Linked DNA regions of Mus musculus: regions 2, 3 and 4 are each linked to region 1. Evidence: chromatin contacts called from public Hi-C, HiChIP or PLAC-seq and promoter capture Hi-C data. All regions are on one chromosome and are shown on one strand. The core of a region is the stretch at or near the end of the contact, and the rest is flanking DNA. Distances in the headings are between cores, read along the strand shown.

Evidence for each region. Hi-C and Micro-C count contacts between places; a contact is called where the count stands out from the background. HiChIP or PLAC-seq counts read pairs in DNA pulled down with a chosen protein or histone mark. Capture Hi-C pulls out chosen DNA fragments and counts their contacts.
Region 2: a contact with region 1 is called in a promoter capture Hi-C map of adipose tissue. The contact joins the promoter of Tdp1 here to the promoter of Kcnk13 in region 1. A contact is called at or near these places in 20 of 39 promoter capture datasets (the 3T3-L1 cell line, the C10 cell line, the HPC-7 cell line and 15 more), 3 of 15 datasets of contacts at CTCF or cohesin (CD8 T cells, hippocampal excitatory neurons and pro-B cells), 34 of 484 Hi-C or Micro-C datasets (the AtT-20 cell line, B cells, the C10 cell line and 24 more), 8 of 115 datasets of contacts at active chromatin or transcription factors (a beta-TC-6 cell line, bone marrow-derived macrophages, effector CD8 T cells and 5 more) and 5 of 9 other capture datasets (adipose tissue, embryonic stem cells, liver and 2 more).
Region 3: an H3K4me3 HiChIP or PLAC-seq map of bone marrow-derived macrophages shows a contact between it and region 1, with 4 times the contacts expected there. The contact joins the enhancer-like site here to the promoter of Kcnk13 in region 1. A contact is called at or near these places in 3 of 39 promoter capture datasets (the 3T3-L1 cell line, hippocampal neurons and macrophages), 1 of 15 datasets of contacts at CTCF or cohesin (the NIH/3T3 cell line), 6 of 484 Hi-C or Micro-C datasets (the STO cell line, bone marrow-derived macrophages, female germline stem cells and 2 more), 7 of 115 datasets of contacts at active chromatin or transcription factors (bone marrow-derived dendritic cells, bone marrow-derived macrophages, embryonic midbrain and 3 more) and 4 of 9 other capture datasets (adipose tissue, bone marrow-derived macrophages, embryonic stem cells and 1 more).
Region 4: a Hi-C map of cerebral cortex shows a contact between it and region 1, with 2.1 times the contacts expected there. The contact joins the enhancer-like site here to the promoter of Kcnk13 in region 1. A contact is called at or near these places in 14 of 39 promoter capture datasets (the 3T3-L1 cell line, 3T3-L1-derived adipocytes, the HPC-7 cell line and 11 more), 7 of 484 Hi-C or Micro-C datasets (bone marrow-derived macrophages, cerebral cortex, cortical glia and 3 more), 12 of 115 datasets of contacts at active chromatin or transcription factors (bone marrow-derived dendritic cells, bone marrow-derived macrophages, embryonic forebrain and 7 more) and 5 of 9 other capture datasets (adipose tissue, bone marrow-derived macrophages, embryonic stem cells and 2 more).

Annotation. Positions count from the first base shown.
Region 1 is chr12:99,963,132-99,965,831 of GRCm38.p6, forward strand. It overlaps Kcnk13 (potassium channel, subfamily K, member 13), which reads left to right and starts at 1,368. Exons shown (of 3, transcript NM_146037.2): 1 at 1,368-1,670; 2 at 2,073-2,700.
Region 2 is chr12:99,883,199-99,885,898 of GRCm38.p6, forward strand. It overlaps Tdp1 (tyrosyl-DNA phosphodiesterase 1), which reads left to right and starts at 1,320. Exons shown (of 16, transcript NM_028354.5): 1 at 1,320-1,354. Efcab11 (EF-hand calcium binding domain 11) reads right to left here and starts at 244. Exons shown (of 6, transcript NM_030172.2): 1 at 84-244. The coding sequence starts at 158.
Region 3 is chr12:100,043,526-100,046,225 of GRCm38.p6, forward strand. The region is part of intron 2 of Kcnk13 (potassium channel, subfamily K, member 13); the gene reads left to right. All of the region lies in intron 2 of Gm51957 (a long non-coding RNA gene), which reads right to left. Among named protein-coding and RNA genes, the nearest start is that of Gm51957, 12 kb to the right of the region's middle. Within about 2 kb of position 1,451, at least 8 of the 459 cell types and tissues checked have an H3K27ac peak or open chromatin away from gene starts, as enhancers often do. A contact at or near this core is called in bone marrow-derived macrophages, where this site is marked.
Region 4 is chr12:100,063,891-100,066,590 of GRCm38.p6, forward strand. No RefSeq gene overlaps it. Among named protein-coding and RNA genes, the nearest start is that of Gm51957, 7.9 kb to the left of the region's middle. Within about 2 kb of position 1,386, at least 23 of the 459 cell types and tissues checked have an H3K27ac peak or open chromatin away from gene starts, as enhancers often do. A contact at or near this core is called in cerebral cortex and cortical glia, where this site is marked.

The sequences.
Region 1 (2,700 bases), core at 118-2,617:
TTGTATGTGTGTGCACATGTGTGCATGTGGAAACCAGAGGGGCTCTCACTGAACCGAGAGTTCACTGACTTGGCTACGGAACTGTGGCTAGCCAGCTCCACTTGGCCCTACCTGCTCAGGAGGAGTAGGATGTCAAAAGTCCACAGCTATGCTCATCCTTCTGTATGTGTGTTGGGGAGCTGAACTCTGGTCCTCACACTGTGATGAGCACATTACTGACTTGGCCATCTCCCCAGCTCCAAAACCAAGCTTTTAAGTGGGCAAAATAGTCCAACCATTTACAAAAGTCCAATATACAAGGTGTCCAGAGAACACAAAACCCCAAGGAGATAAGTTTATGTGCCTGTATACAGAAGGCTTAAAAATAAAATGGCTGGCTCTGTCAACAGTCTATAGGATGTGGACACTGCATTGTTGTGGGTTAGAAAAAGCTAGTTTGAAATGATGTCAGTCGGTACACTTCAGGAACACACTTTACACAAGACACATAACTGGTTCTTATGAATACAGAGACCTGAATAAACAAAACCAAGTTCTATAAAGGAGAAATATTCCATGGTGGAAAAAGAAATCAGAATAGTGGCTACCTCTGCAGGAATGTGGGTGGGGATTTACTGGGAAGATATTTGTGGGAGCTTTAATCCTTTGGTGGCTTTTAGATGATAAGGGAGGGAGGCCACCATTGTTTGGCTCCCAAAGTTATCAGGACTCACCTAATGGTACAATGACATGTCATTGCATGCAAATTTTACCACAAAAGCAAAAATCCGAGGATAGAGCTCTTAATAATGGCCAATACTGGCTGGAGATGGGGTGAAAGTGTGTGGGTGTCTACAACCATTCAAAGTGCATCCTGAGTGGGTTGGTGACTAGAAAGGAATGGGTAAATATAAGCAAGCCTGGTAAACTGTCACTTGTAGAATCTAGGTGGTGGTGTGTTGTGTCATTGTAAACGTCATTCGATTTTGATGTACTTGAGATGTTTCTTAAACTAGTAAAGGTAATTGGGTTACTCACCCTGGGTGTGAACTCAATACCCTCTAAAGTTCTTCCTCCCCAGGAGACACAATGCAAGATAAACGGTCTGTTAGTTACTCTCACCAAAATCATTTGCATCTATTCAACAGAACTGCAAGCTTTTCTAGTTCTGTTTCTGGCTAGTATCGTGGGTGGGTCTCCTGGGACCACTCTCTCTCTCTCTAAAGGCGGAGAAATTCTGTTTAGACCGTGGGTGGCTATGAATCCATTCCTTCACACAGCTATATTCGATCCCCTGTGGCTAAACTGCTGGGAACCAGGTGTGTCTGGAGGGCACGCAGCGCCCTCTTCTGGCCTGAGAGGAACCCACGCAGACCATCGAGGCTCTCGACCTATCTGTTAAGCAACCACTCCAGGGATCTGCACTCCCTGGTAGAAGCATCGCTGTTTAGAGGTCCAGGCGAGCGCCAGCGGAGGAGACCTGAGCAGGAGACTGGCCCTGAGGCCAAGGGGCGGGTACCGGGTGGAGTCGCCTCGGTTGGCAGCTGCAGAGCTCCACCTGTTGCAGTTTTTGAGCACTCCACAGAGAAGGCAGCTCTGGGCACGGACTTCTGCTCTCAGCCCCACTGGGCAGGGCAAGGCCACTTGAGAAGGGAAGCCAGGAACCATCCTGAACCTGTTCCACAGAGCAGGTGCGTTTGGGAAGGTGAGACGCGAAGGCGACGGCGGCTCCAGAGCTCATGGCAAGTTGGGGGTCTCTGGGTGGGCGCCCCAGCGGTTCACAAAAGAACCTTGTTGCCGGCTTACATGTTGTAGCTTGGAGTTCTCAGCTCAGCGCCACTGACTGCGCAAGAACTACAGAGCCGAGGCGATCAAAACCGGGTGAAAGAGATGGAACTCTTCTGGCCGCTGTCCTTGGCCGGTTCTCCGGGAGATGGGCTGGCAGGGCCGGCACGTGTGGACAGAGAACGCCCGGTGCAGGCCCTAGAGGCCAAGGGCGATCTGGTATGGGGGAAGTCAAGGAAGGCTCCCTGGGAGGATGCTTCTAACTTCCTTCACTGTTCCAACCTCCCCCTCTGTTCTCCTCCCCACAGCGGTCCGCCCTCGTGCTGCCGTGGAGCCTGTGTGCCCAGCAGAGATCCGAGCCGGCTGATCTGCCTCTTCGCACTGTCCCTGCGTCCGTGCGTCTGCCCCAAACCCGTTCCGACCTCTGAGCCCTGGTTATTCTGGTGGATAGAGGCTCTCGGCAGAACATTGTCACTAATACGCAACACAGATCCACCTGGAGAGGCACCGAAGACAGAGAACAGCCCGTATCCCAGCCATCACAGCTTGGAAAGCAATGCTCCGAGGAACCCGGACCTTGATGTGAAGCTTACCCGCCGATTCTCTCTGGACCCACGACCTTTTTTTTCTTCAAGAGGAGTTCAAGTTCTAGGGAGTTTGCCTTGAAGGCACGCCACGCCCCCTCCCCAATCTGAGCCGAATTAGGAGCTCGGGTGAACCCGGGTCGCCCGCACCCTCGCACCAAGTCGAAGCAGATTCTGTGTCCCGACCCTCTGGTCTTCAGCCTTAAGGAGAACTCCAGAGAGGACAGGGAGGCGGCGACGACAAAGCGGATTCGAAACCACGAGTCCAGGCGGACGTGGGGAGCTGGCTACACAGGAACCACCGAGGAGGCGGCGGCGGCCGGGAGATCCACGCCGCCTTGGGGAACGCGCG
Region 2 (2,700 bases), core at 70-2,569, 80 kb before region 1:
CAGCAATGCCAGAACCAAGAGGGGTGACAGAAGTGGCCCTGGTCAGGCTTAAGTCTGAACTCGGGTCGCGCTCCCACACCTACTTTCACCCATTTCCTGCGTTCTGAGGCGCTGGCTTCGCCTGCTCGGGGCCTTGCGCCTGCCTCTGACAAGAACATCGCCACCGACACGGAGACCAAGCCAGGCGTCTCCTCCGCTGCAGCGAGAACACAGACCAGCCACTGCGGCCTCGCCCACCACCGCTGGGACTCAACTTCGCCGCGCAACTCCAACGTCTCCTCCCATTGGTCAGTCTCCGAGCCACTGGCGTTGATTTCGTACTGTCATTGGTTAAAGGCGCTGTTTAACGATGGGGCGGGGCCTCAAGGCCCGCTCCCAGACCTTGGCCCCGCCCCTACTCGATTTTTCTTGTCTTAAGGGAGGTCTGGTACCTCTGGGCTCTCTTAACTCGTTTTGATTGCTTTCAGGCTCTCTCCCAAATTTACAATAAACTCTTTTTGATTATTCTGACCCGTGTCATTGCTAGATTTGGCAGGAGACACACGAAGAATGTGAAAAAAAAAGCACACAAACACAAATAATGAGTGAACACCAAGATTCATTTTTAAACTGCAAGTCTTTGGACGGCCTTCGCAGAGCAGCTACTATGTTTATTTTCGCCCTCTTGGTAACCCTGGCACGTAACACTGTGTCTAGGACAATTAAACGGAATGTCCCGTTTTTTTGAATGTTTACACAGAATTGATTATTCAACCCCCCGGAAGGCGATGCCTGACGTGAGGCTGACTTAAGGAACAGCACAAGAATCCCATACCAGACATCTTTATAGAAGATGAGGAATACCCTCTACCCTTCTGGCAAATCAGTGAGATTGACAAGAACATGACCGTTTCAAAGGAGAAACCTTCAAAGGAGGTTCTGAGTCTGATGGGAGCTCATTTAACTTTTTATCTAGCAGTCGATTTTAAAGTCTGAAGCAGCTGTCTTTTTCTACCGCTCACCCATCTCCCAGAGCACGCCGCTGTCTTAGCCTTGAGAGCCTGAAGCTGCCTAAAAGCATCCCCAGAATGGAGTCGTTGTTTGCAAATTAACCTCGAGAGAGAAGCTACCACAGCTTTCTGTTTCTCTCTTCTTTCAACAGGAAACTAGCAGAGAGTGAGGCGTTCATTCGGCTCTTTTCTGGTCCTCTTGGTCTCAGGCAAATGAGGCTGTCTTTAGGACCCAGTGGGGGGCTTCCGGAAGGGGAAGCGGCTGGCTAGCTAGGCGGCGGCGCCGGCGAGTTTGAACTGCGCGCATGCGCGGGCGCGCCGCGGGGCGGAGTCTCGGCGGCGGCGGCGGCGGCCTGGCGGGTCAGGTAGGTGTCTGCCGCTGCGGGCGCCGGCTCGGGGCGGGCTCTGGCGGCAGCGGCGGCGGTAACTCTGCGCCCGCCCTCCTCATGGCGGCGCGATGGCCGCTGCCATCAGATGTGGTAGTGGAAGGCCAGCAGGGCTCGGTGAGGACCGCGAGGAGAGCGGCGAGGCCGGGGTCCTTGGGCAGGGTTCCTCCGCTCTGAGTCCCGGGAGCCCCGGACCCTGCGCTCCTAACCCTTGGGACGCGCTGCAGAGCCGCTGGCCTTCGCTCCCTCCGTGGACCACGCTCCACACCAGGGACACCGCCGTGATATTGGGCTGTCTTGAGGTTGAAATGAGTCTGTACGCTTGGAATTGTGTCTGGGCAGAGCTGAGCGCTCGGGGAACGTTGGCAGCTTTACGATTTGCTTACTGTACCCCCAAATTACTGCTCCTTGACCATCGTCAGCACCCCACAGCCCAGCTCCTGCAGAAGCGTCCTTATCGCCACGTGTGCACAAAGTTGTGTTACATATGATCATTTTAAAAGACTAGACGGGCCAAGGCACTCTCACTGGGAGTCCCATTGTCTTTAGAATAAAATTCGGCTTTTAACTTGCCTTACTGTCCCCACCCCTTCTTTCTGGACCATTCCTGTGTTACAGTTAGAACCTAGCTACCTCCTCCTGGCCTTCAGCAGGTTGGATTCCATCTGTCTGGAATGTTTCTCGACTGCCTTTTAGCCCGCGGATTCCTTTCCCTCCCAGGTCTCATGCTATGCCACAAATGATTCCAAAGAAAAGTTATCCCTGTAAAATGTAGTGAGCATCTGTAGTCATCTTGACTTTTAGGCTTTTTATGTGTTAATGTGTGCCTTTCACCCTGAAATTAAACCTGTCTAGGATAGAAGCTTTATATTATTAACTCTTTATCCCCGACCTCAATTCTGCTTACTTCCCGGCTCAGAGGAAGGACCACCTTGGAAGAATCTGGTGCCTCTGTCTTAAATGTCTGAGGAGTAGTGTCTATATAGAAGAAATACTGAGTCTGCTCAGCCAACCGGGGAATAGTGGAAGCAAGGTTCTAAGCGGAGTGCCTTTTTTTTTTTCATCAGCTGTTGTGTGTGTGTGTGTTTGTACACACACCTATACAGGCAGTTTCCGACTGTCTTCCTCAGTTGCGCTCTGCCCTGTTCTAGTGAGTCAGAATCTCACAGAACCTGAAGATGGCGGCAGTTTTCTTTCTGGGTGACTGGCCAGTGAACTCTCAGACCTCCTTGACTATCACAATGTTGGGGTCATAGGCACAGGTATTATGCTGGGCTTTGGAACTCATGGCAAACCCTCTTATCCACGGCTCAAAGCTCTAGCCC
Region 3 (2,700 bases), core at 201-2,700, 80 kb after region 1:
ATACAGCTGTGCCCACAGAGGCCAGTAGAGTTCATCAGATCCACTGGAACTGGAGTTACAGATGGCTTTGATCTGCCATCTGGGTTCTGGGAGCTGAATCTGGGTCCTCAGCAAGAGCTGTCAGTGCTCTTAACTGCTGAGCCACCTCTCTGTTCCTACATCACATTTTAAAAATACTAGAACCCTGAGTACATACCCAAGGTAAACAACTTTCCAAGCCAAAAGCTACAATGGAACAAATTGGTTCACTTGTATGGAAATTAAACTTCCACCTGACTACAACACATTTATGTGAGAATAAGAAACAAACACATTTGGAAAAACTATCTGCAGTTGCATATCAAAAGGCAGAATTAAACCTGAGAGGGGAAAGGAGGCAGAATCGATCTGGGACGCATGGGAGTGGTTGTGATCAAAATACATCACACGCTTGTATGAAGTTCTCAAAGAATTAACAAAATATATATATATATATATATTTAAGGAAGAGTTAAATTTTCTTAATATATGAAGAGTTCTTATAAGTCAACAAGAAGGATAAGTATTTTCATAAGGAATGGACTAAAGATGAAACTACACAGCTCACAAAAGAAGAAACACAAAAACCCAACAACTGGGCAGAGGTTGGGGGTGGGGAGGCGGGGCATACAGAGAATGAAGCAGAAAATACAAAGAACGAAGAGACAAGACAGGGTCCTGAAAGAGCATGTGCCCTGTCTTCACTGGGCAAGCAGTGTTTGGCCTTGGGCCGTGGCTCAGTGAATGCTTGTTCAACAGTACCTAGAGATGAAGAATACAGGCCGGCTGCCAAGCTACAGATACAATTGAGATGCAGATAAGAGAAAGGTGGGGGTAGGGGATGGGTTTTTTATGCATAAAACTGAACGTTGGGTCGACTTTCATGGTAGAGTCTATTCTGTCAGTGGGGTTAGAAATGACATCATTGGTGGGACTGGTCTTTGTGTCTGTCCCTTCTAGAAAGTCTCCACTGACAATGCTCAGAGGGTGCTCTGCCATTGTCTTATGAGTCCTTTCTCTGCTCCCTCCTCCTCCTCTCGCCCTAGGGATAAGGGCTTTTTTTTTTTAATACCTTGGGTTCCTTGGTGAATGACAGTGTGCCATTTCCTCTCCCCATTGGGCTCACATTAGTACCTCTGAAGCCACTCACTTGAAACCCTGGCATTTATATTACCAGCCCCAAGTTCACAAGAGCAGTGAATGTCACTGTTTGTTCCCTTTGTATTTAAATAAATCCTAACAAATACCTCCTTTCTGCTCACACTGGCTTCCCACGCCCCCTTTTCGTTTTTTTCTTTGTAAACAACTAACAAACCACAGTGGTAGCCTAGTTCTGAACATTCATTCCCTTTGGCAGCCGTGTTCTGTAGTTCTGTATACTGATCCCAATTGCACTACAAGCACCATAATACTTTTTAAAATGTGGCTTTTTCCTGTGGGCTGGCAAGATGACTCAGCTGTAAAGGCACTCACCAGCAAACTTAACTTTGATCCCTGGAGCCTACACGGTGGCAGGTGAGAAACACCTCCAGAAAGCTGCACATGCAAAACAAATCAAGAAATGTAATTTTTTTTTTTTACTTAAAATAATTTCTCTCCTGGCTTTGGGCAAAGGAAAGCTATAACTATTTTCTAGAACTAGTATTATCAAAATTAAATATTGTAAAGAGAAAGCCCTTGAAGACCAGCTTATTACAGGGCAGTGGTTCACTTCCCTGCCAACTCATCAGTTCCTTTAAGAGAAATAAGGAGCCTTGTGTAGGACAGAGACTCCTACAAAGGAGCAGAGTGGAGAAATTAAGAGAGGGGCACAAAGGGGGACAAGAAAATGAGGAAGGGAGAGGGGGAAAGGAAGAAATTTTTTCTGACAAGACCTTTGATTAAAGAGTTACTGTCCCTGGAGGCTCATGTGTTTGGATGCTGGAGTCCCAGTTCATGGAAGTGTTCTGGAGAGGATTAGGAGGTGTGGTCTTGTTAGAGGAGGTGTGTCACTGGGTGTGGGCTTTGAGAGCCCACACTGTTGGCATTTTGTCTGGGTTCCACCCCACAGTTACCTGGGCAACAGCCAGGTGTGCCTGACTCATTATAAAAGGGGCTGCTTGCCCCCTTCCCTCTCTCTTCTCTTGATCTCTTCCCCTCTTCCCCCTCTGTCCCCTCTCTTCTTATTCCCTTCTCCCCTCTCTCTCCACAAGCTCATGGTCCACCTCTACTCCTCCACTCTCTCTCTCTACCTTTCTATGTCTCTACTACCCTTTCAACTCCCCCCCCCATTCCCTAAATGATGTGTTTATAAAAAGATGAAGAGAAGGGAAATATGTTCTGTGGAGGTGTGGTGAGGTATGGGAGAAGGGCAGTAGACAGAGTCCCTGACAAGGGACAGGGCCAGACTTGCTTTTCAGGTGGCAAACTGGCTTTTCAGGTGGCAGCGAACCACAAATGGGGGAGGGGGGTGTCTACACTGAAAGTTGCTAGCAAGAAAGTGCCAGTTTGGTGGCCATGTAGAGATACTGTTTTCTGTTAACTGTGAATTAGACCAAGACATCCCAGTAAATAGGGCCAAAGCGGCAAAGACTGACCCAGGGGTGAGAAAACAGGGTTATTAACTGCCCTGACCAGTGTCCTGAGGGCATTATTAATAACCAGAGATATTCTAGCACAGGCCAGACTGCCAAGTCATCACAT
Region 4 (2,700 bases), core at 136-2,635, 100 kb after region 1:
AAGGGAGGGAGGGAGGGGAGGGGGTCAGGAGGAGAGGGAGGGAGGAAGGGAGGGGAAGGATGGAAGAAAGGAAGGGAAGAAGGAGTAAAAAAAAAACTTGAAAAATTAGGAACCTTCACTTAATAAAGTCTCTCTATTGTTACTCATAGACATGAACTGGTTAACAGGACATTTTAGACAGTAATAATCAAAGCCCAAGTCCACGAGGCTCCTGATGGAGTAGCAGATACACACAGCAAGGGAGGCCGAGTGCATGAGGCTCCAGATACACACCGCAAGGAAGCAAGCTTGCTAACGGTAGCTTTCCTGGGTGATGATGGCAGCCATGCCTTTCCTGGGTGATGGCAGCCATGCTATTGCCTCTTGCCACCTCGGTTATCACCTGGTAGGCTTTCCGCTCTCCTTAACCAGGCATAGCAATGGGCCCAGGATCCTGTGTCACGAGTTCAGGGTCTCCCTACTGATGTTGCTTTCAGGCTTTATGTAGGAAGTCCGGGATTTTCTCTGACACAGGAATGGGACCCCCGGCAGCCCATTTCTCTGAGGATCAGCCCATGTCGCTTGTTGTGGCAGAACTCCACGCTTCCATCTCCTCAACATTCCCATCGGCTCAGTTTATAATTCATTTTGTTTTTAAAAGAGACTGTCATACCAAATGAAAGCCTGTAAGCACTTGCTATAAATAGGCGATGATAAAGTAAAGCTCAAACTGTGTTATTAAATTCTATCCAAATCCTGTATCTCGGCAAAGGCTCTAAGCCCGAAGGCTTTTCTCTCTTAGAAAAAATGGAGAATAGGTGGCCGTAGTAGTGCCTGCTGAGGTGAGAGGACCCAGAGCTCAGGACCGGTTTTTTGATGGTATAGTAAGTTCCGGGCCAGCCGAGGCCACGTGAGACCCTGTCCCAAAACAAAAGGCCAGAGAGATGGCTCCGTGGGTAAAAGCTTGCTCTCAAGCCTGAGTTCAATTCCTGAGACCCATGTGATGGAAGAAAAGAACTATCACAAGCTGTCCTCTGGCCGTCACAGCGTGTGCGCGCGCGCACACACATGCATGCACACACGCGCACCCACAAAAAATTTAAAAAAAAAAACCTATGTCATTTCATATTGTTAAACGACAACAGAAAACATGTTATCAAATGTCGGGAAGGGGAGGGGACACCTGAATCAGACTTGTTCTATGATGGAGTCAAAAGAACCAGGAGAGAGTTGAGAAGAAACAATTCCTTATAATGTGATTCTGTGTTAATGCCACACTGAGGGCCGCTAAAGGCATCTCACACTCTGCCCATATCCTTGGTGTCCACATCTGGAACAGCAGCACACAGATAACAGAGCACTGTTTCTGAGGTCAGGCCAGTGTGTGAACAAGCAGCTCTTTGTGTGAGGATGCCAGGGCTTGGATCTGAGCGCTGGAAAGGGTGGGCCTGTCACTTACCACGCTGAGCCCCATCTCTGTAGAACACCAGCTTCCTCTGCAAGCTGCTGGAAAGATCCAATAAAGTGATGCCCAGGGAGGGCATCAGGACTCTGAGAAACCATTTGGGCAGTGGGCTGCAGGTTTGGATTTGAAGAGGGGAGGTCCACTAGCACTGCATCCAGCTGGGAAAGATTTTGCATGCCATGCCATTTAAATGACCGTGTTTCTCCCGTTATTCAACGGTGTCCCCTTGGTTTTGTTCCACCTCCCACACCCCACCACCAAATCCTTGTATCTGTTCCAGAGAGCTTCCATTTCAGTATCAGCTGACCTCATCCAGTCACTTGATACAATACAACGCTTTGGAAACGATCACACACACATACAGTCACACACATACTTTCTCAATACACACACATTCACACACACATACACTCTCACACACACATTCATATACAAACATTCACATTCTCAAACACATATACTCTCACACACATACACAGACATTCACATGCTCACACACACACATATACTCACACATACATGCACACACTCACACACACATATACTCACACTCATTCACTCACACACTCTCACACACACACATACTCACACACATATACTCACACACTCAGCGTTTTAAGATCTAGGGCTTACTCATATTTGTAATATTTTCATGACCACATTTTGGAACAGGCAGGCACTTGTCCTCAAACTCCTCTAACCTTTTTGGATAGAGAGGATAAGTAACTATCTGATTTTATCCCAACCACTGAGAATTAGGATGGCAGAGGTTTGAGAGTATATCTGGGAGTGATCTCCTTTGGTGTTCTGATGGCAATTCCCTAATGCAGTAGTTCTACCTATGGACATTAATTACAGTTCTTCTATAGAGAACTAGTTCCCCTTCTGCCCACCACTGTTTTAAAATGGTAGGGAAGTTTCTGTAACATTCCTTTCAAGGCACCTTTGATGACAATGAATTAATTCTTTCAGTCGTGATCTGTCTGATAAAAGTCCTTGCCTCCACTTTCTCTATAGGTGTGTGACTGAGTGGGGAGAGAGAGAGACTGTATGTTCACATGTGGAGGTACATGTGTGTGCATGTATGTGCATATGGAGGCCAGAGGTATTCCTAATTGATCACCACTTTATATACTGAGGCAGGGTCCCTCACTCGAACCCAGAGCTCACTGATATGGTTAGTCTGTCTAGGGAGCTTGTTCCAAGGGATGGCTGTTCTCTACCTCCTGAGCAATGGGTGTACCACCACGCCTGCC